Regions from separate parts of the Rattus norvegicus genome. Here region 1 is linked to region 2. A link is a contact called in public Hi-C data. All regions are on one chromosome and are shown on one strand. The core of a region is the stretch at or near the end of the contact, and the rest is flanking DNA. Distances in the headings are between cores, read along the strand shown.

What was found. A called contact is a pair of places that touch in the nucleus more often than the background predicts.
Region 1: a Hi-C map of the A7r5 cell line shows a contact between it and region 2, with 1.8 times the contacts expected there. The contact joins the promoter of Slc3a1 here to the enhancer-like site in region 2. A contact is called at or near these places in 3 of 12 Hi-C or Micro-C datasets (the A7r5 cell line, kidney and liver).

What each region holds. Positions count from the first base shown.
Region 1 is chr6:15,392,925-15,399,874 of GRCr8, reverse strand. It overlaps Slc3a1 (solute carrier family 3 member 1), which reads left to right and starts at 5,126. Exons shown (of 10, transcript NM_017216.1): 1 at 5,126-5,584. The coding sequence starts at 5,164. It also overlaps a transcript of Ppm1b not described here.
Region 2 is chr6:15,354,672-15,361,532 of GRCr8, reverse strand. It overlaps Prepl (prolyl endopeptidase-like), which reads right to left. Exons shown (of 14, transcript NM_001010951.2): 9 at 6,606-6,781; 10 at 5,035-5,251; 11 at 2,412-2,561; 12 at 1,927-2,050; 13 at 1,363-1,436; 14 at 1-1,111. The coding sequence ends at 1,022. It overlaps Slc3a1 (solute carrier family 3 member 1), which reads left to right. Exons shown (of 10, transcript NM_017216.1): 10 at 1-496. The coding sequence ends at 323. Among named protein-coding and RNA genes, the nearest start is that of Prepl, 25 kb to the right of the region's middle. Within about 2 kb of position 5,527, at least 5 of the 93 cell types and tissues checked have an H3K27ac peak or open chromatin away from gene starts, as enhancers often do. A contact at or near this core is called in the A7r5 cell line, where this site is marked.

The sequences.
Region 1 (6,950 bases), core at 3,877-6,376, 39 kb before region 2:
TCTCAATATCTATCGTTTCCACCAGATGGCAGACTTGAGCACGTCTATTTGTAAAGCCAGCTGAGAACTCTGGTGACACAGCAGAGGCTGATCAACCTACCAAGAGCCCGGAAGTACAAAGAAGAACAAAAGTTTTGTTTTGTTTTTGTAAACTCGAAAGAAAAAAAACAAGTCCAGCATTACGTCAGTGCGGTATCTGTTCCGCTGTGAGCGGTAACCTTCTAGCCCATCAGCGAAGGAGGAGGAGAGCTCCCACCTTGCCTTACAAACCTTGCTTTTCCATGTTCATGCAATAAACACGTTTGGCTTCTTGGTAGCACTTGTGGTTTTATTCCAGGGATTTCAGAGGTAAAAGCTTGAATCTGTCATTTCCATTCTGCTGTTTCACTCCCACCCTGTATACTGTTCAGACTGGTGGGAACACATTGAGGCTGGTGTGTGTGTGTGTGTGTGTGTGTGTGTGTGTGTGTGTGTGTGTGTGTTATTTGTGGGTGGAGGGGGGTCGTTTGGTTTTTGTGTTTTAAATCATTCCTGGGTCTCTCTCAAGAAGGTAGTGTTTGCATTGAACACAAAAGCAAGAGGTTTGTACATGAAAACAAATGTTCTCTTTAGACCCTTTTTGGTTTAATGCAGGTCCCTCAAGACCTGTATTGAGGAATGCAAGAAGTATGTCTTTGCTCAAGCAAGTTATTTGCTGGTAGGCGCACCTGCACTGGTCTACAACGGTTCTCTGAGGGAATCCACCACCCGACAACCTTCCTCCTGCTCATTATTGCATCAAGGTTCAAAGCTGGGGCTTCCCACGTGCTAGGCGGGCACTTACTGCCCAGCACACCCATGCTCCTCTGGTACTAGCGTCGCCATCCCACGCATTAGTCAGTGTGCTTTACGCTCAGGGAATAGGAAGCCATTGTGCCCCCCGCATCAGCATCCCTCTCTGAGAGATGGATTCTCACTCAAGACCAGAAGTGCAGGAAAGGCTGGGAGGAAGCAGCAGCAGCACATTTGGTGTCTGGGCCAAAGTCAGCACTGCTTTTCCTAGGAACTACGGAGCAAACGGGGGTCAACTTTTAGGAAAAGCCACTGAAGGGTTTCCTGGGGATTTCAGATCTGGGTGACTCCGTTTTGAAGTTCCACAGAAAGGTAAACTTTGCTGGGGTGAGTTTAACACCTGTTTCAGCTGCATGGCTACGTGTCGAAATGTGCTTGCTCACAGCACTGGAGTGTAAGCCCCTTAGCTGGGGTTTAGTGTGCCCAGATAAGAAAAGCAGAATTAGACTTGGTTGGAATTCGCTCTTTTCATGTTTGGGAGGTAGCTAAAATCATAAAGCCACCACCCAAAGACTGAGAAGTTGGCTCTGTGAAATAACTTGAAAAGGGAATTAATTCCTTTTGGGGGAAAGACCTTCATGAATGACGAGACCATCAGGGTCAAAAATAGCCCATGAAAAGCAACAGAGTAAAGCTGTAGATGCCGTGCAATGCCTGTCTCTATGCGTGGATGACAGTAAAGATGCCCAGTCCTGAGGATCATGTTGGATCCCTGGAGCCCGCGTGGTAGAAGGAGAGAGGTGATTTCCACGGGTGGACCTCGGACCTCTAAGTGCATTCTGTGATGCACCTGTACACAGGTGTACCCAACACACCGTGCAGTTTAAAAACTGCTTCACTCAACTGAACACACATTACTCCCGGCATTTTGGGAGGCAGAGGCAGGCAGATCTCTGAGTTCAAGGCCAGCTTGGCCTACAGAGTGAGTTCCAGAACAGGCAGGGCTCCACACACAAAACCTGTCTTGAAACACACACACATTCTACTAGCTGCTCTTGTAGTGGTCCAGGGTGCTATTCCCAGTACCTACATGGTGGCAACCATCTGTGATGCCAGCCCCAGAGGATCTGATGTTCTGTGCTTGCACTCCCGTCTTCCATGGTACCTGACATGTACGTACATGGTGCACAGATAAGGGTGCATGCAAAGTGCCCGTAAAATGGAAAATTACTAAAATGTGAGTAGAGAGGACTGGGCTCTGGTCTGGGTACACCTGGCACGTTACTGACAGCTCCCTGCAGCATCTCAGAGGTTGACCTAATGTGGCTTCCAGCTCTTTTGTTCTGAGTGAAGTTCTTAACCACTTGTAGCCTTTTCCCTGTATTGCCTGCGTATTGCCTTTGTTCCTTTGTCAACCTTTCTGTGTCAGTTTGTGATACAGATTTCTACAGTCTGAAGTGTCACATGTCAGAGATATTACAACAAACGTGTTCCTCTAGCTGTGTGTGCTTTTCCCTTATTTAAGATTTGCATATTTATGATTTTATGCACATGGGTGCTCTGTGTTCAGACACCTCAGAGAGCATCAGATCCTGCTTCAGATGGGTGTGAGTCACCACATGGTGACGGGGGAAGATCCACTGCTCTCAGCTGCGGAGCCATCTCTGCAGACCTTCCTATCTAAGGTGGACGCCCCCCCCATCCCCTAGGCTCTAGGATTTATATTTTGCTTTGTATTTAGGAAAGCTTTTCTACTCCAGGATTGTTTTTATGTATTTTTTAAAAATCCTTAAATTTTACCTTTTTTTTACTTTTAAAATCGGTGTACATAGAAATTTTTTTTTTTAAGGAGTAAGGTTAGCTTTATGTTCTATGATCTTCCCAGATAGCCAGTGGTCCAACACTACGTATTGTCTCTGTATTAAGTTCTCTTTTATGCTTTATATGCATTTATATATGCACATATATGCATAGTCACATAGTCATGATCCCAAATATTTCCACATTCCTTTGTCTCAAGTCCAAACTCTCATTTTTGTGTAGTTTCTGTTTCAATATAGGACTACCCTCAGTTACCCCTACAAATGTCAGAGCTCTCGGCACACATTGCCAAATTACTTGGTAGGTTCCGTTTGTCAAGTTACATTGTACCCTTATCTGAAGAAACATATACATAAAATTCACCAGCATACACTTTGATATTAAAGGTAAGTGCTTTGGTTGCTTGTGGCAGACATATGCCTCAACTTGTGTCTGCTCTCAATGATTGCCTTGGGATATAGAAAATTGAAAGGTGTTAGTCTAGTGGGTCAAGCACTGAGCTCATGATTTGTTTAATTGTTAAAAGCACCCTCCAGTGGGTTCAATCCCCAGCTCCGAAAAAAAGAACCAAAAAAAAAAAAAAAAAAAAAAAAGCACCCTCCAGGCCAAAGCCCAGCTGATTAGTCCAACTCATACAGTCTGCATGCTGAAGGGTTGTGTTGTCTCAGTCAAATTCGGGGAGGATGGACATGGATGTTTCTATGGTGTATTTATTATGTGTCTGACAGATAATGCAGTATCAAAACATGGAAGGCAACTCACTTCATTAGCTACCTCTGAATTCAAGGCTAGTGTTGTCCATCCACTCTAGAGACTTCCAAGCCAGCCAGGGATACATCGTGAGACTTGGTCAAAACAAACAATAGCACACAACTGCTTCTTTACAAAAGTTTTGGGTATAATTAATAATGGTGAGAAACAACATTGTAGTTTATGCAAGTTTCTGAGAAGGGATTCACATTTCTGTGTTTTCATGACATTAAACCAGAACAGGTCACTGGTTACACAAGATGCCCTTCAGAAGCCCCTGTGGTGTTGGGCACCCAGAGAAGACAGTGGAGTCTGAACGTCTCATGCACCCCGCACCCCACCCAACACAAGAATGATAAAAACATTTTAATTAAGAAAACACCTCCTGGGCTGGGGAGATGGCTCAGCGGCTAAGAGCACTGACTGCTCTTCCAGAGGTCCTGAGTTCAAATCCCAGCAACCACATGGTGGCTCACAACCATCTGTAATGGGATCTGATGCCCTCTTCTGGTGGGTCTGAAGACAGCTACAGTGTACTTATATATAATAAATAAATAAATCTTTAAAAAAAAAAAGAAAACACCTCCTGTCTAATCAAAGCCCTCAAGTGTGACTGATCATCTTATTTCTTGAGGCCTGGGGAATCTCTGAGGCCAGCCTTTCAACAGTTTCTGGGGACTTGCAAATGTGTTCTACACTTGTCAATGATTAAACAACTACTTAGTATGAGGATTAAGGACTGTTTGCCTGTAGTAAAACACTTGAACTTGCAAGGCTCAGCATCCCATTCCCCCACCTTTTCTGGAAGTGCTTACAAGAATGTTAAACCACATTCTTCTCTGAAATCAGGATCAAAGGCCTGAGGTTGAACTGAGCACACACATGCCTTGCTTAGTCATACACAAGGGCTGTCTGGAGTCGGCCTGAGCTGACATGAAATGAGCTTCAGCGACAAAATGCAGTCCCCTGTCTCCAGAGCTGCTGCTGTGGATCTGTAGGGGAACACCTGCAAACAAAATGGACAGCCAGCTTCTCCTTAGAAAGTTTGAGATCATTTTTCTACCTAGCTAAAGAAAGAAAATGTCAATGTTTTTCAACCATTGTGAAACAACACTATTATACCCACTTAATAACTGGCTCGGTGGCAGTGTGTCTGCATTATTGTAGTACCACAATTGTCCATCTCTAAAACTCATCAAAATCCCTAGCTAGAATTCTATTCCATTGGCCAACACTTTCCCACAGTTCCTCCTAAACCCCCAACCACTGTTCTGTTCTGTGCTTCTGTGAACATAGATTCCTTCTCTAAGTGGAACCACACAATATTTGTGTGGCTGTGGTTATTTTCCACTCAGCGTAATGCCCTTGAGGTCCATCCATCCTGTAGTGTGTGTCAGACTTGGCTTCCCTTTCAGGGAATAATTTCTCCTGTACGTCCATTTCACATTCACATGATGATGGGTGCATCTCTGGGTCACCTCCACCTTTTGTAGATTTGTGAATGGAATTACTGTAGGCAGTTGGAACTCACACAAGTAGCATCTTACGGTGTTTGGAAGCCCGCCTCTTCTCCCCAGTCTCCTCCCCCATGTACTGTTACTGTAGCTGAGTCAACCACCTGGTGTAAAGATCATTTGTGCACACACCCCCTCCCCCTGACCCCCTTTACTAAACTTTACCCTTTCTTCCTTGGCTGGACTTTGTCCAGCCAGGATTATTTATAAACCATTCAAAGCTCATTAATAAACCACAGCACCCAGCAAGCCACCTTTTCACTCTGTCCCTACTGGAAAGCACTGGGAAGAGCTGCACCGGATAGACATGAATGAGGACAAAGACAAGAGAGACTCTATCCAGATGAGTATGAAGGGATGCCGGACGAATAACGGGTTTGTCCAAAATGAAGACATCCAGGAGCAGGACCCAGACTCCAGGGACACTCCACAGTCCAACGCTGTTAGTATCCCTGCTCCAGAGGAGCCTCAACTAAAGGTGGTGCGGCCCTATGCAGGGATGCCCAAGGAGGTGCTGTTCCAGTTCTCTGGCCAGGCTCGCTACCGGGTGCCTCGGGAGATCCTCTTCTGGCTCACCGTGGTCTCCGTGTTCCTGCTCATCGGAGCCACCATAGCCATCATCATCATCTCTCCAAAATGCCTTGACTGGTGGCAGGCAGGTCCCATGTACCAGATCTACCCGAGGTCTTTTAAGGACAGTGACAAGGATGGGAATGGAGACCTGAAAGGTGGGTGTTCGGCGCTTAGGACCAGTGGAGGGTGGTTTGTGGGCCAACTCCCAGCTTCCTGGAAACCACTTTGTGCCTGGCTTGTGTGGTAAACACATTCCAGGATGGCTGGCACCCGTTCCCCTGGGAGTTCATTCAAGCACCACTCAGCAGAAGCCCGCAAGCCTTGCTCCTGATGCAAGGCTCTTTGCTGAAGGATTCAGAACCAAGGGGTTGTTTAATCTCTTGCCCACTAAACCCACGCACATATTCATTCACCCATCAATCCTAAAATCTGATTTTGTGGCTCCGTGTTTCATCTGAGACTGGCTCTCTGGGGACAGGCACAGTGTGTTCTTTAGCTGAGAGTTTATTAATAAATACATCGTGTTATACAAATGTCTGCAGAAGGGATGACTGTCTTCAAGTTTCAATCCTGAGAGATAAGAGAAGGCTAAAGGCTCACCAGTTGTTGCCTAATAAAGGGTTCTCCACAGCGGCAGCCATATTGATAGAAAAATAGAACCAAACGTTTGGATTTTTTTTAAATTAAGCTAAAAGTTCTGTATGTCATTTCTTATCCTTATAAGTGGATTATAATATATGTTCCATCAGCCATATTAAGATTGAAACTGTGCTAGACAGTGGGTGTAAACTAGATTGGCTCATGAGTCACCATGGTTTAGGACACAAGAGAGCTGGGTGCTGTCCCTCTGGCTTGTAATGCTAGCCCTGAGGAGGCTGAGGAAGATTGCCAGGGCTAAAATCAAAACAGAAAGTGGGGAGGGGGAGAGAGAGAAGGAGGGAGGAGGGGAGACAGAGACACACAGAATTATAAAAAGGGAGTGCAGTGAGAAGAAATAAACTAGGAAGGAAATTCTTTTCTTGCAATGATTATTTGTTTGAAGGAAAAACCAAGATGGTGTGGTAGAGTGAGTTTGTCTTTAAAATGTCATATGTTCAAAGCCCCCAGACTTCCTTAATGAAAGGCTTCTTTGTTTTGTACTCTGTCCTGTTTGTCCCCCTCCCACCCCTGACTTTTTCTCCACACTCTCCGTCTGGGGTGGATCCCCAGCTTTGCCCTGTGAGACAAGTTTCAGCAGCCTTTCCACTCTTAAAAATAGTTTCTCCATCTTCACTATCTGGAGAACTATGTATCTGTCCCCAGGGGCACGACTCAGAGCTGCCACCTTCTTGAGGCTTTATCTTTCACCTTCATCATGGTCCCTTGCTGCTTTGGACGTTATGCCCCTTGGCACTGCCTGCAAGCTCCTGTTTCCCCTCCTACTCAGCAAATGTTGGCAACCTCGGATTTGACAATCCAGAACCAGGGACACACTTCTGCCTCCTGGGCCTGCCTCCAGCTCGCTCCTAAGTGGCTTCCAAG
Region 2 (6,861 bases), core at 4,278-6,777:
TTGTGTACACCAGGGAGCTGGATGGCATAGATAAAGTCTTCCTTGTGGTTCTGAATTTTGGAGAATCATCAACTGTGCTAAATCTACAGGAAACTATTTCAGATGTTCCTACAAAACTGAGAATAAGATTAAGTACCAATCCAGCCTCCAAAGGCAGTGATGTTGATACCCATGCCGTTTCTCTGGAGAAGGGAGAGGGGCTCATCTTGGAACACAGCATGAAGACTCTCCTCCATCACCAGAAAGCTTTCAGAGACAAATGTTTTATTTCCAACCGTGCATGCTACTCCAGCGTGCTGGACCTTCTGTATAGCTCGTGCTAGGCAGCTCTGTAAGAGGTGGCCACCCTGCGTCTGGTATGCTTGCCATCACACATGCAAGGGCCTCAGGAATGGCATCAGTTCTTAGATATTTCTGTAGCACGAATGCATTGTTTTAGGTAAGATTCTCAAATGTTTGGAAGGACAATAAAATGTTTAAAAGATTACCCCCAAAATGCTAAAGCATTTATGTATAAAGATGCTACTCTTTGCTTTAGAGTGGGGTTGTGGAAACTGCAAGATGACTGACTTACAGCCACGGAGCCGAAAACTATTCACTAGCAGAGAGGAAGGCCACTGAATTGTAAAATTCTGTTAAAAGACTGATTGAGGGGTTGGGGATTTAGCTCAGTGGTAGAGCGCTTGCCTAGCAAGCGCAAGGCCCTGGGTTTGGTCCCCAGCTCTGAAAAAAAAAAAAAAAAAGACTGATTGAGAGGCCTGGCGTTTTCCTGCCTCGTCCTCTGGCTCCCTTCTCTACATCAGAAGGAGCATGGCTGGAGACACTTGCCCAGATTCATCTAGGGTGTGTGTGCTGGTGGGAAGAGTAGGAGCAATATGGACACGAAGCAAAATTACACAAAGAAACAACTTCTAAAACTTTATATAATAACTTAAAAAAACCTCACTTTCGCTAAACCAAGTGGAAATAAGACTGATCACTATTTCCATTGTTTCCAGTCCCGGCTGAAGGCAGCGGCGTTTCAGACTTTTAGGTACTTCTTCAGAGCCTCGAAAGCATCAGTGCTGTCAAGTCCAAGTTCATCATACAGGAATTTCATCTGGGTTGTGATCTAAAAGAAACTCACGTGAGGGTTAGACAGGACAGCTAGAACCCAGCCTGGCTCCCTAGTCTTCCTTTATGCGAGTGACCCTAACCCTGGAGTCTTTAACAGTAAGAGCTAGCTAGTCCTTAGCAGAGAGCGCCCTCGCCTAAAAGAGCAGCCCGGGTACAGTGCCCTCCCCCTCCTTCATGCTCCTGGCCTGACATTTGGGAAGCAGCTCTCCCAGGAGCTCTGCAGCACACAGGAGATGGGTGACATACCTTTTTGTGAGAATCCTCAATCACATGGTTCCCTCCAGGCTGAATATCTAAAACAATGTTGGGGGGCTGATAGCCTGAAAGGATTAACACAAAAGCACTCAGATCTTCAGAAATCTGAGACCCGTCTCTCTGCCCCTTTTGAGTACTTTACTCCAACAGCAAAGGCACAAAGAATAAGGCCAGCAATGAAGCTATAGACAGCTGTGGACCGCCACGTGGGTGCTGTGCGACTTCGCCAGCCCCAGAACAATTCTTAGCTAATGGAAATGAGTGACCATTCGTTCCTGAGCAGCTGCAGACCATCTCAGTAACGGTTACCTAGATGAATCTGAGTAGCTTTCCCAAGTCACACTCAACACTGCCTTTGTGCCTTGAGTCCAGCTGTGTGTTTTATCCACCATTGTTCCTACCAAGGCAAGGCAGCCACAGCTGCATGAACTTAGCTGGGCAGTGGAGGGACAGCTGGCCCTGCATTACAGGCCAATGGTTGGGTCTGTACAAGAAGCACGCTGTTGGCGGAGGGCAGTGCTATTAGCCAGGGTCCCTGGTTAGGCAGCCTCCTACCTTCCCCTGCTCCCTTGCTGTGCTCTGCGACGGCCTCCTTAAGCTTCTCGGTGTAGTTCACGATTCCTTTCAGCGGCACTCGCTCGTCGTTTTCATACGCTGTGATATGAACTGAAGGGTAATGCTGGGAGAGAACAAAGTGCAGCCATGTTACTCCACCGTCCTCCCGGGAGAGCACTGTTCCCAATGCTAGGATGTTCTCATCAGAATCTGTCCTCAGGCCTCAGCAGTAGGGTGCCTGCTACCCGTTACCTGGGACAGCCGTTTTCTGTCCAGAGAGACCATGACTTCATCTGACCCTATTAGATGGGATCATTTCTGAGCTGTGACACTGGGGCAGAAAGGAGTACGAGTAGACATGACACGGAAGAATGGCTAGGTGTCCTAAGAGGGGACAGCCTCAGAGCCCTTCAGCTCTGGCCTCAGTGTGGCGGGTGCCCTTTCAGTGGTCTTCTCCGGCCAGTGAGGGCAGTGCGGCTCCCTACCTGTGGCTTCATATTCTGGCATGGACAGTAGCGCTTTATGTAGTTCTTGTGTTTCTCATCGGACGAAGGGTTCCCCCATTCTTCCAACTCTTCCAGTGTCAGCGGAAGTGTGGTGTCCATCATGGTGTTGAGAACATCCAAGAAAGGGGCCTAGTCAAAGAAGGAGGAAGACCGACCATTGTATCACTCAATGGTTGGTAAAATGAGCGCCACAATAGCTTCCTGCATAAACACATATCCAGGTTGAAGGAAGACGGCCCAGTCTTCGTACACTGGTAATTCACCGACGGCTGAAGAACATTCAAACCCTTAGCAGACACTTACGTAACGCAGAGAACTTACCTTGTGACTTCAGTTTGTTTGCCTTTTCTCCTATTGTTACTTATACAAAATGAACAGCTCTGCATTCATTGCTGCTGCTAGATTAAGACAACCCCACAACAGTCAGAAAATTTCAAGTTGGTGATGAGAGTGAGAAGCTGTGCTATTTTCGCACTGTTGGCAAGTATGCAAATCGTAGTCACTGGCAAAAAGTATAGCAGTTCCTTAAAAAACGAAGGTAATGCTTTCCTTTTGATCTAGTAACTCCTTCCTAGAGATGTACCCCAAAGAGCTGGAGAGGTCTTAAAGCAGTACTAGGACGGTGAAGAAGCAAACCATGGTATGCGCACACAGACAAGAGTCTGGGCCTCTTGCAATGGACGCTATCAGGGTCAGCTAAGTGGATAAGCAGCATCAAGGAGTAAATCTGGCATGACGCCACATGAGGTGACTGCACGACATCACATGTGTGACTTTGGACACAGTGCAGAAGGAGGCCTTCCAGGGTTGGGAGGGAGGGAATGGAGAGTGTTCAATACTATACGTGTTTCAGTTTTGAAAGATAAAAATTGAGATCTGGAGACTTGGTGCATAACAGAGTAAATGTTTAACATCATCGAGCTGTACACTAAGAGTAGTCAGGAGAGTAGATTTTGCCTTTTCCGTGACTAGACAGTTTTAAAAGCGAGAAAAGCATCATCAGCACATAAACTCTACTTCACCTGCTGGATGTTACAATAAAGCTCACAGACAGTACTTTGGTAAGATTTAGAAGATATCCAAGAAAAAAGGAGAAAAGACTCCAGAACTGCACGTGACACGCACGCATACATGCATACAAAACACCCATACACATAATGTAGAAATAAGCTGAAACATTTAGTTAAAGGGACCGCCTTCCAGCTCATGTTCTCTCTGGCTTTGTCCTGTACGGAACATTAACTGAGTCTAGCTATAATGCCGGCTGCCTAACGGGACGGCTGTCCTGATGTGCAAAGCTGCCAGCCTTCTAAGGAGGGCCCTCTATTGCACAGAGGATGACCAAGGAAAGTCTAATTCAGGTGAAGTGTATGTGTCCCCAGCTTTCAGAGGCACCAATGGCAGTGTGAGGTGCTCTGTGATCACCAGTGGCAGCTCCTCTGGGCACTTCCTGGCTCCGTAGCCTCTGGCACTGGTTCTCCACACACCCACTATTACATAGTACTGCAGTAAACCCTTCCTGCTTCAGTTAGCCGTAATTCTGGGTCTTATAATCAATGACTTTGACTCATACATGACACTTGGTGTTGAATATTTAGGCTGTCCCTAATTCTTTACTGTTATGAGCAACTGAATTAAATATCCTTACAAATGTACTTCTGGCTATTTCTAATTTCTAAAAATTGTTAGCTGCATTTTGCTAATTTTTTTTCTTTTTTCTTTTTTTTGGAGCTGGGGACTGAACCCATGGCCTTGTGCTTGCTAGGCAAGTGCTCTACCACTGAGCTAAATCCCCAACCCTGTTAGCTGCATTTTATATTGTGAGCGATTCTGTTATTATCTTTGTGTGAAGGTTTATTTCCTCTACAAAGGATATTAAAAAAAGATTTCTAGATAAAACTATTTAATATTTATTTAACTTACTACTTCTTACACACACACACACACACACACACACACACACCCTGAAAAGAGCTACCCTGAGCCACACAGTCATTGCTTTCCAGAGTATCTAGGCAGGAGACAGGAGAAGATGGGTGCTGCATAGTCTTGGAGAGCAGAAAAGACTGGAGGACATTTCCAGAGCTGAGAGCTCCTCAGAGGACAGGACCTAAAAGACCACCAAGAATGTAGTCTCTACAGCAGGCAAGGTGGTGCATATTGATTAAATCCTGGTGCTTAGGGGGCTGAGGTCAGAGGCTGTGAGTATGAAGCCAGACTGACTTGCTACACAGCAAAAACAAAATGCACAAAATAAGGGAGTGTCTAAGAACAGAGACTTAGTCCCTAAGTCTAGAGTAAGCTGCAGCTGGGCAGGACGCTGTCACACGGACAAGGGCAGTGTGCAGACTCCCAGGACACCCCGCCAGACTCCTGGACTCAGGGCACATATATACATTTCTAAATGTTCTCACAAACAGAAAAGGGTCACAGGGACAGCTATTAGTCTCTCAATGGAAATCCTGCAGAATCCATAAAAGTTGTTGTCAGGGAAGAGTACATAGTAGGATTGAGAGAATTCCACACGTTCTCCCAGAGCCACTGTTCTGTTTAAACCTAAGCGCCACCGTTTCCCCTCTGAGCAGGGGCACAGGGTACTCACCTCCAGGGTCACTGCTCTCAGGAGCTCTGGCTTAGAGTTACACAGTGCTCCCACAAGCACACCTCCAGCACTGAAAGCGCTCAGCGTTGTTAGGCTGGGCTGAGAAAAGCCCTGGCTGTGAAGCGTCTTAATGCAAGCCTCTAAGTCAGCCAGGCCATTGAGCTTTTTAGTTAGACGGCCATCAGCATGCCACTGGAGACCCAGCTCGCCACCACCCCTGTAGTGGAAGAAAACAAAAACGACACGGTGGGGGTCAGCAAACTGTTACAGGCTCGTGTGTGACACACGTGTGTGTTTGTGTGTGTGTGTGTGTGTGTGTGTGTGTGTGTGTGTGTGTCAGGCTTGTGAGCAGCACTCAGCTCAGAATTGCCATCATGCTTTTAAAGGCTGGAGGACACAGCAAGAAGGAATGTGCAACAGAGACTGAGTGGCCTGCAAAGCCCAAACCTGTACTGGAGGCCGTCACAGGAAATGAGCCACCCAAAAAGTCAAACTATCAAGAGAGCCAAAACCTGACTCAACAAATACACTTGACCGCCTTTTGATGACGCACAGACTGCCAGAGAGCAGTCCTTAAACACACACAAGTGCACCCTGGCTCAAGGAAGGCAAACCACAGCTCCAGGTGCGGTGGCTGCTGCTACAAACTTTGCCTGAGCAGAGGAAAGAGCTTAGGTCGAATGAGTCAGGAGCACTGGTGCATTGGGAAGTGACCTGTAACTGAGTTGTGAAGGAAGAGGTTTCTGCAAGGTTAAGGAAGGGGAAACTGAGACCCAGATAAAACACAGCATGTGCTGGGACAGAGGGCGGACCATGCCCTCCGAAGGCATGAGCCAGGGGATGCCAGAGAGAAGCCAGTTCACAAGAATTTTACTAAGAAATTGGGCTTTGTCCTGGAGATAGGGAGGTGGAGAGGGTTCTAAGTGATAGCAGTGTCTTGAGAACAGCTAGAATAAAATGGAAATTGAATGGAGAAAAGAAGTTCAGCTGAAGGAGGCTCTGTAGGAGAAACCTCCTTTAGCCTGCAGTCACAGCACTCGAAGGCCCATGAGTTTGTGGCTACAAAGTAAGACCCTGTCTCAAAAATTGTGAAAACAGAACCCTGAAATCTGGAGACTCATGGAAATAATGATGGCGTTATCTAGGGCGAGCACTACATCCATGCAAAGCCCCCAAATCCACTAAGGAATCTGCTATCTGAGTCAGGATCCTCAGGCTTAGGGATACATAAGTTCAAAACACACGTGAGAAGGTCAGATTTTGTTCCTTTTATACTTGTCTGCCTGCCTGCCTGCCTGCCTACTTGTTTTTTCTCTTTTGCTTGTTTGTTCTGGTCTTTTAAGATAGGGTCTTACTCTGTAGTTGTCAATAGAGGTCTACCTTTCTCTGCCTCTTGAGTGCTGGGATCAAAGGTGTGCCATCACGCCCGCTCCCCTAAAGCACTGTGCATCCTCACGCCCGCTCCCCTAACGCACTGTGCATCCTCACGCCTGGTCCCTTAGCACACTGTTGTTCCAGCAATTGGCACAACGCTCTAGCACTCATCTGCTAGGAGAAACGTGGTGACTCACCTAACATGGCAATATGCTAAGATCCACCCATCATCCACCAAGACCCGCCTTTCAGGCCTGAAGTTCATCTTCAGATCCATTCCGTAAGCTCCATATACGTGCACCAAGAGAGGCTTCCTCTGCAAGTCCTCAGAATCCGTCTTGTGAAAAACCGTCATGGGCACTAGCTTTCCATCCTGGAAATGGAGAACCATTAGCACATAAGGAAACAGCCTTTGCTGTTTGTTTCTTCACAGTCCTCAGGATCAGGGCATGT